Linked DNA regions of Pan troglodytes: all the other regions are linked to region 2. Evidence: chromatin contacts called from public HiChIP or PLAC-seq data. All regions are on one chromosome and are shown on one strand. Each heading gives the region's core, a stretch centred on a gene start, on an enhancer-like site or on the middle of the called end of the contact. The rest is flanking DNA. Distances are from core to core; before and after follow the strand shown.

The links. HiChIP or PLAC-seq counts read pairs in DNA pulled down with a chosen protein or histone mark.
Region 1: an H3K4me3 HiChIP or PLAC-seq map of stem cell-derived excitatory neurons shows a contact between it and region 2, with 3 times the contacts expected there. The contact joins the promoter of RALBP1 here to the promoter of ANKRD12 in region 2. A contact is called at or near these places in 1 of 7 Hi-C or Micro-C datasets (stem cell-derived neural progenitor cells) and 1 of 1 datasets of contacts at active chromatin or transcription factors (stem cell-derived excitatory neurons).
Region 3: an H3K4me3 HiChIP or PLAC-seq map of stem cell-derived excitatory neurons shows a contact between it and region 2, with 3 times the contacts expected there. The contact joins the promoter of MTCL1 here to the promoter of ANKRD12 in region 2. A contact is called at or near these places in 1 of 7 Hi-C or Micro-C datasets (stem cell-derived neural progenitor cells) and 1 of 1 datasets of contacts at active chromatin or transcription factors (stem cell-derived excitatory neurons).

Annotation. Positions count from the first base shown.
Region 1 is chr17:21,422,147-21,425,101 of NHGRI_mPanTro3-v2.0_pri, forward strand. RALBP1 (ralA binding protein 1) reads right to left here and starts at 1,706. Exons shown (of 10, transcript XM_001138420.7): 1 at 1,508-1,706.
Region 2 is chr17:21,767,829-21,770,789 of NHGRI_mPanTro3-v2.0_pri, forward strand. ANKRD12 (ankyrin repeat domain 12) reads right to left here and starts at 1,481. Exons shown (of 14, transcript XR_008540718.2): 1 at 1,341-1,481.
Region 3 is chr17:22,196,154-22,199,029 of NHGRI_mPanTro3-v2.0_pri, forward strand. MTCL1 (microtubule crosslinking factor 1) reads right to left here and starts at 1,603. Exons shown (of 16, transcript XM_016933321.4): 1 at 208-1,603. The coding sequence starts at 1,260.

The DNA.
Region 1 (2,955 bases), core at 456-2,955, 350 kb before region 2:
GAGCACCAAAACAAAACCTTATCACAAGTTCAGTATTTCGTTAATAACTGCCAAGTATAATGGAATACTCCCCAAAGTACTGCAGCATTAGAACATGACCACTCCACTAAATAAAAAATTCAGCGAAAGCTTTTCTAACAAGGCTGGATGGAGCACTAACTCAACGGCCAAACGGCTGCACTTCCTGTACATGCACGTTCAAAACACCTCGAATTAACATGCTAGGGACCTTGAAGAACTGTACTAGGCCTTGCTCAAGAGGAAGGCTTTGTAATACTGAATCCCAAAACTTGAAACAGCAGAATTACTTCAGGGAAGACGGAGGTGTTAAATATTCTGTAAAACCTGTTTCACTCTCACAACCATCAGTTTTAAAAAAAAGAGGGAGAACACTGACCTCATTAAGAGCATTCTGACAACACACATAGTTGAACATGAGTTGTGAAAAGAATTTTCAACTTCAGATCTGTCCGTCCATTCCCACTGAAACCTGAAGGAAGGATCGCAGCACCCAAAGGCGCCCACTGCTCAGTGCCAGCGGTGGGCGACACCAGGAGCCTGTCCTGGTCCCCTGGGTAAGCCCCGGAGCCTTGCCACTATGCCGGGCACGATCCACCAACCGTGAGGGCTGGGTCCCCTAGCCTCTGTCCAGGCGCCCCCCAAGAGCTTCCCCGAGGCCTGGGGACTCCTAACTCTCCACCCTCGGCCCCCGAGAGCACCACAAACGAGGACGCCACGAAGGGAGGCCCGTCGGCCAGTGGGAGGGACGCACGGCCAAGGGGGGCGAAAACTGGGGCGAAGCTTTCCGGGGAGGAACCCACGCCGGGGGCAGCCACGCCCCCCACCCCCAACTTCAAACCCGAGCCCTGCGAGCACCGAGCCCCACACGCTGCCTGACAGACGCGGGCGCGAGGCCGGCGCGGGAGAGGGTTCCTCGGGCACTCCAGGGGTATCTCCGCGACCCTAGCACGCGACCGCTCCCTGAGACTGACCTGTGCCTGCCGCCGCGCGACCGTCCGCCCCGCCGCAGCCTCCGCCTCCTCGCGCTCACGCTGCCGCCGCAGCCACCGGAGCCGCCTCCTGCGCTGCGCCCCAGGCCGGCCTCGGGCGCCCCATTCCCACCCCGCCCAGCCTCCGCCTGTTTACAATGATTGGGACGGAACGGGACGAGGCGGTCCAGCGCGCACGCGCATTCCCTCCTCCCGCCGCAGCCGGCTTCCCGGATCCTCCTCTCCGCTCAGACGGCTGAAGCCGTCAAGGGCAGGCGACCTGGGCTCTCGGGCGGGGCGCGCCGGGAGGCGTAGTTCCCAAGGCCCCGGCGTCCAGCCAGCCCGAAGGCCTCTCGCCAAGGAAGTAAACTACAACACCCAGGAGGCACCGCGCCTCCTTCGTCCCCAGGCTCGCTGAGGAGACTGAAGAAGAGCGCGAGAGAACGCGCCGAGCGCCAGTGCTCTGCAGGCGCCTGCGCAGTCGGTGGCCTTGCGGGTTTCGGGGACGGACGGCTTACCCCGGCGTGGTGCTGGCGAAGGTGGCTCGCGGGCATCTCCTGCAACGGCCTTGAGGATGGAAAGGGCTTTCCTCTCCACGCTCTGGCCAGCCTGCGCCTCAGCTTCCGAAGTTGAGAGCTTTCCTTGCGCCAGCGTGCTTTAGTCGTTCCAACCAGTTAAACCAGACTGGGGGCCGCCTGGCTTGCCGCTGGGTGGGGCGGCTGCCCCGCCTTCGACTGGGTGTGGGATTGGAGGAAGGAGCGCCGTGGGCCTGTAGGGATAGGCGGGAATAAACCTCTGTCGGGAACATCCACGGAATTCCTGAAGCGGGTGTGGGCTTCTGCAGGGCTTCAGCGCGCCCCCGGCTCAGCAGTTACCGAGCAGCCCCCGAGGAAAGCTGCCCAGTCCGTGTTTGGCTGGCAGTAGAGATAACTGAATTTCTTCGAGAAGCCTTTCACCCAGGCTTGTTGAGTTGCTCTGCTAATGCGTAGCGAAGGCTGGAAACGGCTTCAGCAGTCTTCGTGTTTTCTGAAATGTGGCAGTTTATTAGGGGAGAGGAGGGACTTGGAATAGACGACCCTCCCTGTCACTTGCATTCCTACGTGCAGCACTCTGTGGCACCTCGTTGCCCGTTTAGATTGGCCGCTGCGATCCATCTTGCTCTCTGCTCCCACATCAGCTTTCCTCAAAGCGGGCGGTAAATTTGTCCCTAGTACTCTGCGCTCCCTACTCAGTAAAGTTCAACCCCTGGGGCCTTAGATTCGTTCAGGGGCCTCCCACGAGTGGATATGGGATGGTCTGAGGTAGCCATTGGTCTTTGACTTTCGGAACAGCCTTCTCATGGCTCCTCTCGCAGTAGAACAGTCTCCTCTGACCACTGGGTTGGGCAGGTGAGCATGGCAGTGACAATTCTCTGCCTGTGACAGCACTGATTCGGCCAAGGGGCGGGCACTGATCCACGCTGGGCCTTATGGAGGCCTTGCCTGAAGCTGCTATGTGGATGCAGGAGGGGAGCAGAGGGAGTTTTCTACTGAGGCAATTGCTGATGGACGTGTTTCTTGCAACATCGAGTGGCCTAGCCAAAGGTGAGGGTGTGAAAGAGAAGAAAGGAGAAATGGCAAGGGAGAAAGAGCTGGCAGAATGTAGACCGTGGTTTCATTTGGAGGGCATGGTTTGTGGAGCTCTTTAAGTGCTGTGAGCATGTGAGCCTAAGTGGGTGAGCCCACTCATTCATTGATTTATTATTTGGAGCCAATATGTGTGGATATAGAATGTATTTGTTGGCTGCCACTTGAGCATTTTTTCCTTCCATTTAAGCCAGGCAACATAACCATTCCCTCTAGCAGCAGAGATGGTCACAAGCCCAGTCAGAAACAATGAACCCACAAAGACTGGGGCTGAGGCTTCCAGTAAACTGTAGCTTCCTTGCTCCTCTAGCATGGTGTAAGTATATGATGCCTGGAAATGT
Region 2 (2,961 bases), core at 231-2,730:
CCTGACCTCAGGTGATCTACCCACCTCTGCCTCCCAAAGTGCTGGGATTATAGGCATGAGCCACCGCGCCCGGCTGTGCATATGTTTTTAATACACAGTTAATTTACGATAAAATAGCTATTTCACTAGCCTTTCTTTATAATTTACATAAACCATTCTAAAATGAAAACGAAATACATGACTGAAGATGCAGGCTCATTTCAACTTTAGGATTAGAGGTAATTCCGAACCATTACATACACAGCACTGGATCTGCAACACACTTCACCTTAGTTCGCAGTTTAACCACGGGTGTCCAGTGGAAATTACAATCCCGGTGACTACACTGCTTTAAATGTTTCCTAAGGTTTCAACGAGTGCAACAGTAACTTCCTATCCCAGACAGCGTCTTACTGTTATTACTAAAACAGCTGTCAGCTAAGCTTCGCATACCTCTTTGTACAACCGTTTATTCAACGCTTTGGGATCTGTAAGGATGCGTCATTCCACATCACTCCTCAAAACGAGATCTAAGAACCTGACGTGCTCCAGGGGTCTTGAAGCATCACAAGTGGGCACTTGAAAAACGATGACGGGAACTGCCTGTCCAATGCGGCAAGGTTATTTTACACTGGCATTTAAGACAGAACTGTAGAGTGGCTGCTCTTTCCCCGGACACTACTAAAGCAGCAATTTCCCCTTCTTGCTTTCATCCACCTCTCCCAGGACCCGGGTACCTCCGACGCTCCCGGCCCGAGCGGCCGCGGCAGACTCCCCGGCGTCGGCGCACGCTCGGCGGCTGGCGGCGGGAACGCGCGGCGGGCCGGGCGCGCCCCCGCCCCCGCGGATCCGACCGCCGCACGCCAGCGGCGCCCTCTCGGCCGCGCACACTCACACTCGCACGCACACGCTCCTCCGGCCCCGCCATGTTCCGGGAGGCGGCGGCAGCCCAGCCCCGCCAGCCGCGGTGAGGGGCGCCCGCGACGAGGCCACCTCGCGGCCCTCCGCCCGGCCCCCGCCCCGCCCCGCGCGGCGCCCCCGCCCAGTTGGCGGCTCCCACCTGCGCCGCGGCTCCTCGCGACGCCGGGAGGGGCGGCGGCGGGCGGGGCCCCGGCGGACCCGCGCCGGGGGGCACTAACGGCCTGTCACTGTCAGGCGAGCTACGGCTCGGGCCAGGCTGGGCGGGCGGCGCGTCGGGACCGGGTGGGGCGGGCAGGGCGCGTCCCCTACCTTGCTCTGGGGAGGGGGAACGGGAGCAGCGCAGAACTGAGGGGATCTCCTCCCTGGCGCCGGGGACAGGCTCGAAACCGCGCCCCTCCTTCCTCCTTTCCTGTCGCCACGCCCCCCTCACCCGTACGGACCCGAGGCAAGGCCGGCGCAGGAGGCTTCACCCCCGGAACGAGTGCTTCGGCGTAGCCGTCGCTGTCGTTGTCTTCGTCGCCGCTGCAGCCGCCTGTAAAGCCGCCGGAGCCGGGCTTGAAAACATCTCCGGTCTCGGTCCGTCTCTCACCACAGCCTCCTCGCTCCCAAGACAGCGTCGCCCCGCGATTGGCTGCGACGCGAGCACGTGACACCCGCGGACACGTGACTACCGCGGGCACGGGACGGGCGGCGTGACCGCCCCGCCCCCCGGCGCCCGCCCCTCCTGCTGCTCAGCCAGGCTCCGCGAGCCGCAGGGCGGGGAAGCGGGACGTACCAAGCGGCAGGCGGCGGAGGGGTGCGGGCCGGAACTCCGCCCTTCGTGCTGGTCGGTCTCCACGCCCCACTCGGACTAGTGTCACCGCCTCCCCGCCGCAGACACTATCCGACAAAGGAGGGGGAATCAAAGGCTGGGCGAAGAGGCAGGGCAGGCGCCCGTGACGCTGCTGGGCAAGCGGGCTCTGCAGTAGCATTTGTGGCGACCGTGGCAGTGGCTGTGACTGGAAGCTTCTGGAAATGGCGGCGATGAGGACCCCCACATAGGGTATTCACCTGTTATTTTTACACGGGGTGGGTGGACGAGCGTGATCCAACTCAGGCAAAATGACGCTGCGACCGCAGCCCGAGGACTAGGCGAAGTTCCCCCGCTAAGCCGGCGGCGGCCGTCTAGCCCCACACCAGGCCGGAGAAGCTGCAGCTACGCCCAGAGCCCGCGGCCCCCCGCCTCAGGTGGGGCCCTGGGCCCCGCCCCGAAAGCGCGATAGCGTGCACCTACCCTGGGACCAGGGGGTCTAGAGCGCGTCCCCTCCCAGCCACGCCTTCCAGTGGCCTTTTTAAAGAGGAATTCAGTGCATCCTCCCACACGTAGTGTTGGGGATTTGAGAGGGAGCTGCTCAGGTACTAGGAAGGATGCCGGAGGAAAATTGACCGTCGCAGCGTGGCAGCAGCGTGTACTCACTCCCTTCTGGGCGCGTTATTTACGTAGAGGTTAATCTGCAGCAACAGCGTCTGTTTATGACTTAGTGCATGCAGTTACAAGTTTATGTTACACTGTTCTTTAACGTCTTGATGAACTGAGGGTTCAGGTGTGATCACAGCAGATGAAGTGACATTCAGACCTGACAGGGAAGGCGAGGTCCCATCAAATTACTATATAAAGCATAAACCTGCATTAAAGATCAGGAGTTTTTCCTTTCCTGGGTTCCTGATTTCTCCTACCTACAAATCTTTAGGGTCAACAAGACTAGAAAAAGAGCACCTTATGGCTAGAGGTGGAATAGTGTTACATTTAACTTGGTTATTTATGATGTGAAATACAAAGAAAAAAACAGTCGCCTATGAGAAAGTCAGGAGAGCTCCAGGGTAGGACATTTTCATTGTTACTTTTTTGTGCCACTTGGAAAATTAACTGTTGTTTACCTTCTCTCAATTAAAAAAAAAAATCTTAAAGATATACTTAAAAATAATCGTTATAGCCGAGCGCAGTGGCTCACGCCTGTAATCCCAGCAATTTGGGAGGCTCAGGCGGGCAGATGGCTTGAGCCCAGGAGTTTGAGACCAGCC
Region 3 (2,876 bases), core at 353-2,852, 430 kb after region 2:
GCGAACTGGCGGGGACCCACAGGTCTTGCTTCTCCTTCCAGAAGTTTGGGCTTAAGTTCCCAATGCCTGACAATGCGGGGGTAGGACCGTGGAGAGCAGGAGGGAGAAGGCGCTGGACAGGCCCGGGAAGGAGGGATTGGCGGGTCCCCGCCGCAGCCAGGCCCTCCGGGGGCGCCCCGGGACACCTGCGGCCGAGGCGCGGCTCACCTTGAGATAGTCGTTCTCTGAGCGCAGCTCCTCCATCTCCCGCAGCAGCTCTTCTTCCTCCGCCGCTGGCACGAGCCGAGACTGCTCGCCCAGGCTGGGCTCCTTGGGGGTCCCGGGGACTGGTCGCTCCGGTGGCGAGCGCCCCCGGACATCCTCCGCCACGCCGGGCCCCGCGAAACCCCCCGAAACCCCGCCCGGGATGCTCCGGCCCCCGGGACAGGCGCCCGCGGCGAGGGGCGCGGCGAGGAGCGCTGGGGGCTCGGGGCTGCCCGGCGGCGCTCCTCGGGCTGCGGGGCTCGGCGTCGGCGCTCCTCGTGGTGGTTCACGGTCGCTGGAGCCCGTGCCGGATTCGGCGTCGCTGCTGGCGGCAGGGAGCAGGCGCTGCTCGTCGGACAGGGGTTCGGAGGGGCAGTCAGAGAGGTCGGAGCTGCTGTCCGTGTGGCTGATGCGCGAGCAGCGGGCCGGGGACCCGGCCACCGAGGTCACCGCGAGGGTCACGGCAGGGATCCGGGCGGCCGGGGTCGGGGGGCCGATGGTGCGGGCGGGTGGCGCCCGGGAGCCGCGCTTGGCTTTGCGGCCCTTGGCAGCGGCAGACGGCGGCTCGGCTCCGGGAGGCTTCCCAGCCCGGGACAGCGGCTCCGCGGGCGCCACGCGCGCCGCCCTCCTGCTTCCCAGGGCAGCCTTGGCACCGCCCGCCGCTCTGGCCCCGGCGCCCGGCGGGGGCTTGTCCTTCGCGCCCGGGACGCCGCCACTGCGCCGAGAGAGGCGGCCGGGCGCGGCCAGGGACCCCGGCGAGGGCGGCGCTTTGCCCGCGAGGTTGGGCGAGCGCGGGGCGGCGGGCGCCGGGGCTCGGCCCGAGGAGGGGACGGCCGGGCCGGGCGCGGCGGGCCGGGCGTGCAGGTCCTTGAGGAACGGTCTGGCGGGCGAGGGCGCACGGTGCAGCCGCCGCCTTTCGGCCACCGGGTGGAGGTGGTGGTGGCGGTGGTGCTGGCCAGGCGGCTGCAGCTTCGCGTCCGGGGCACCTCCGCCCGCGGGGCCGTTCAGTGTCTCCATGGCCGGGTCCGCGGGCAGCAGCTCAGGCAGCAGATGCTCCGGACGACGACGGCGGCGGCGGCGGCGGCGTGCAGCCTCCCCGCGCGCTCTCTCATCACTGTCCCAGCCCCGCCCGGGCTGCGCCCCGCGCTCCCGCCGTCCCCGCCCCCCGCACCCCGGCCCCGAGGATTCCCGCGGGGCTCGCCGCCGCCGCGCTCGCCCCTCGCTGAGGTCACCGCGGATCGAGTTCTCCCGGCTCAGCAGCGCGGCAGCTCCCAGCCGCTCGCATCCCCGGACCTCGCGCTCCGGGCTCGCGGTCACCGGTGCCGCGGCGGCGCTGGCGGCGCGCGCCCGGCTCCCGCGTCCCGCTCCCCGCCCACCGCCGGCCCGCTGCTGCCCGTGCCCGCCCCCGCCGCTCCTGGCTGAGAGAAGCCGCACGCGCGCGCCCCACCTCCCCGCCGCCCAGCGCCCTCGCCCAGGCCCGTGCGCATGCCCCGCCTCCAGCCAGCCGGCGCCGTGCAGGGGAGGGGCGAGGGAAGGGGCGGGGGCTTGCGCTCCCCGGGGGGCGGGCGCCCGGCAGGGGCGGGGCGGGGAGGGGCGGGGCCTGCGCACCCTTGGGAGCAGGCGCAGGCTGGATCCATGGGGCCTCGCTGCCCGGGGACCCTCCTTGCTTTTTGAGGCCCTAGAGACGCTGCCAGGAGCTAGGGAGGAAGGGAAGAGGCGGAGGTGAAGTGGTGGCAAGGGGCGGCGCCGGCCACTTGGGGAAGGCGTGTGCCGCGGCTGACAACACCCCCCTCATGCCTCTCCATCCGCCGCCCGCCTCCCCGAGGCCAGTCACCTCCCTCGTTGTCCTCTCCAAGCTGTGCCCCTGGTCCCCGAGCTCCTTTAAGGATCGCTGGTACCCGACGCAGCTCTCGCGTCAAAACGACACGGCGGGCGCTCCACAGTTGGCACCCCCGTGGCCTCGGGAGCTCAGGAGGAGCTGCTGCCCAAACAGGAGGAGCGCTCGCCAAAGCTGGGGGGTCAGAAAGGGAACTCACATTTATAGTTCCGGCTGCAAGCCAGGCCTGCTGGCCACTTACTGAGCAGTGTTTTATTTAAGCCTCACCACAGTCCCAGATTGGAATTGCTGTCTTCGGTGAAGACTAGGGCACCGGCGCTGGGAGGTGAAGTCACTTGCCTGCGATGCCTCACCCAGTCCCTAGCTGAGCGGGTTTAAACCCAGGTCCTCAGGATTCCGAGTCCTGCAGGCTTTCCGCTCAGAGCCCGGAGCCCGGCCACCGGTTCTACCACTTGAGTCTCCCATGCGCAAGGCACTAGACCTTTCTGAGCCCCAGTTCCCTCGCCTGTATCATTAAAACGTACTGCCACCTAAGCATGTGTGAAGATTTAGCAAATACCAGAACACACCGTGCAAACTGTAAAGTACAGTTCACATACCATTGGGTGCAGTTTATGTCCCAGGCGTTGGATGTTGGCCAGTGCCCATAGGAATAAGGGCCAGCCTGTCCTCCAGCCCTGGCGTTGCAGGAGGCAGAGGGTCAGGTAATAAATACAAGGAGGAGGGCGGGAGCATAACCCCGCCTGGTGAGGCTCGCATTTTCCTGGAAGGGCGGGTTGGTCTCTCAGCTGAGGGC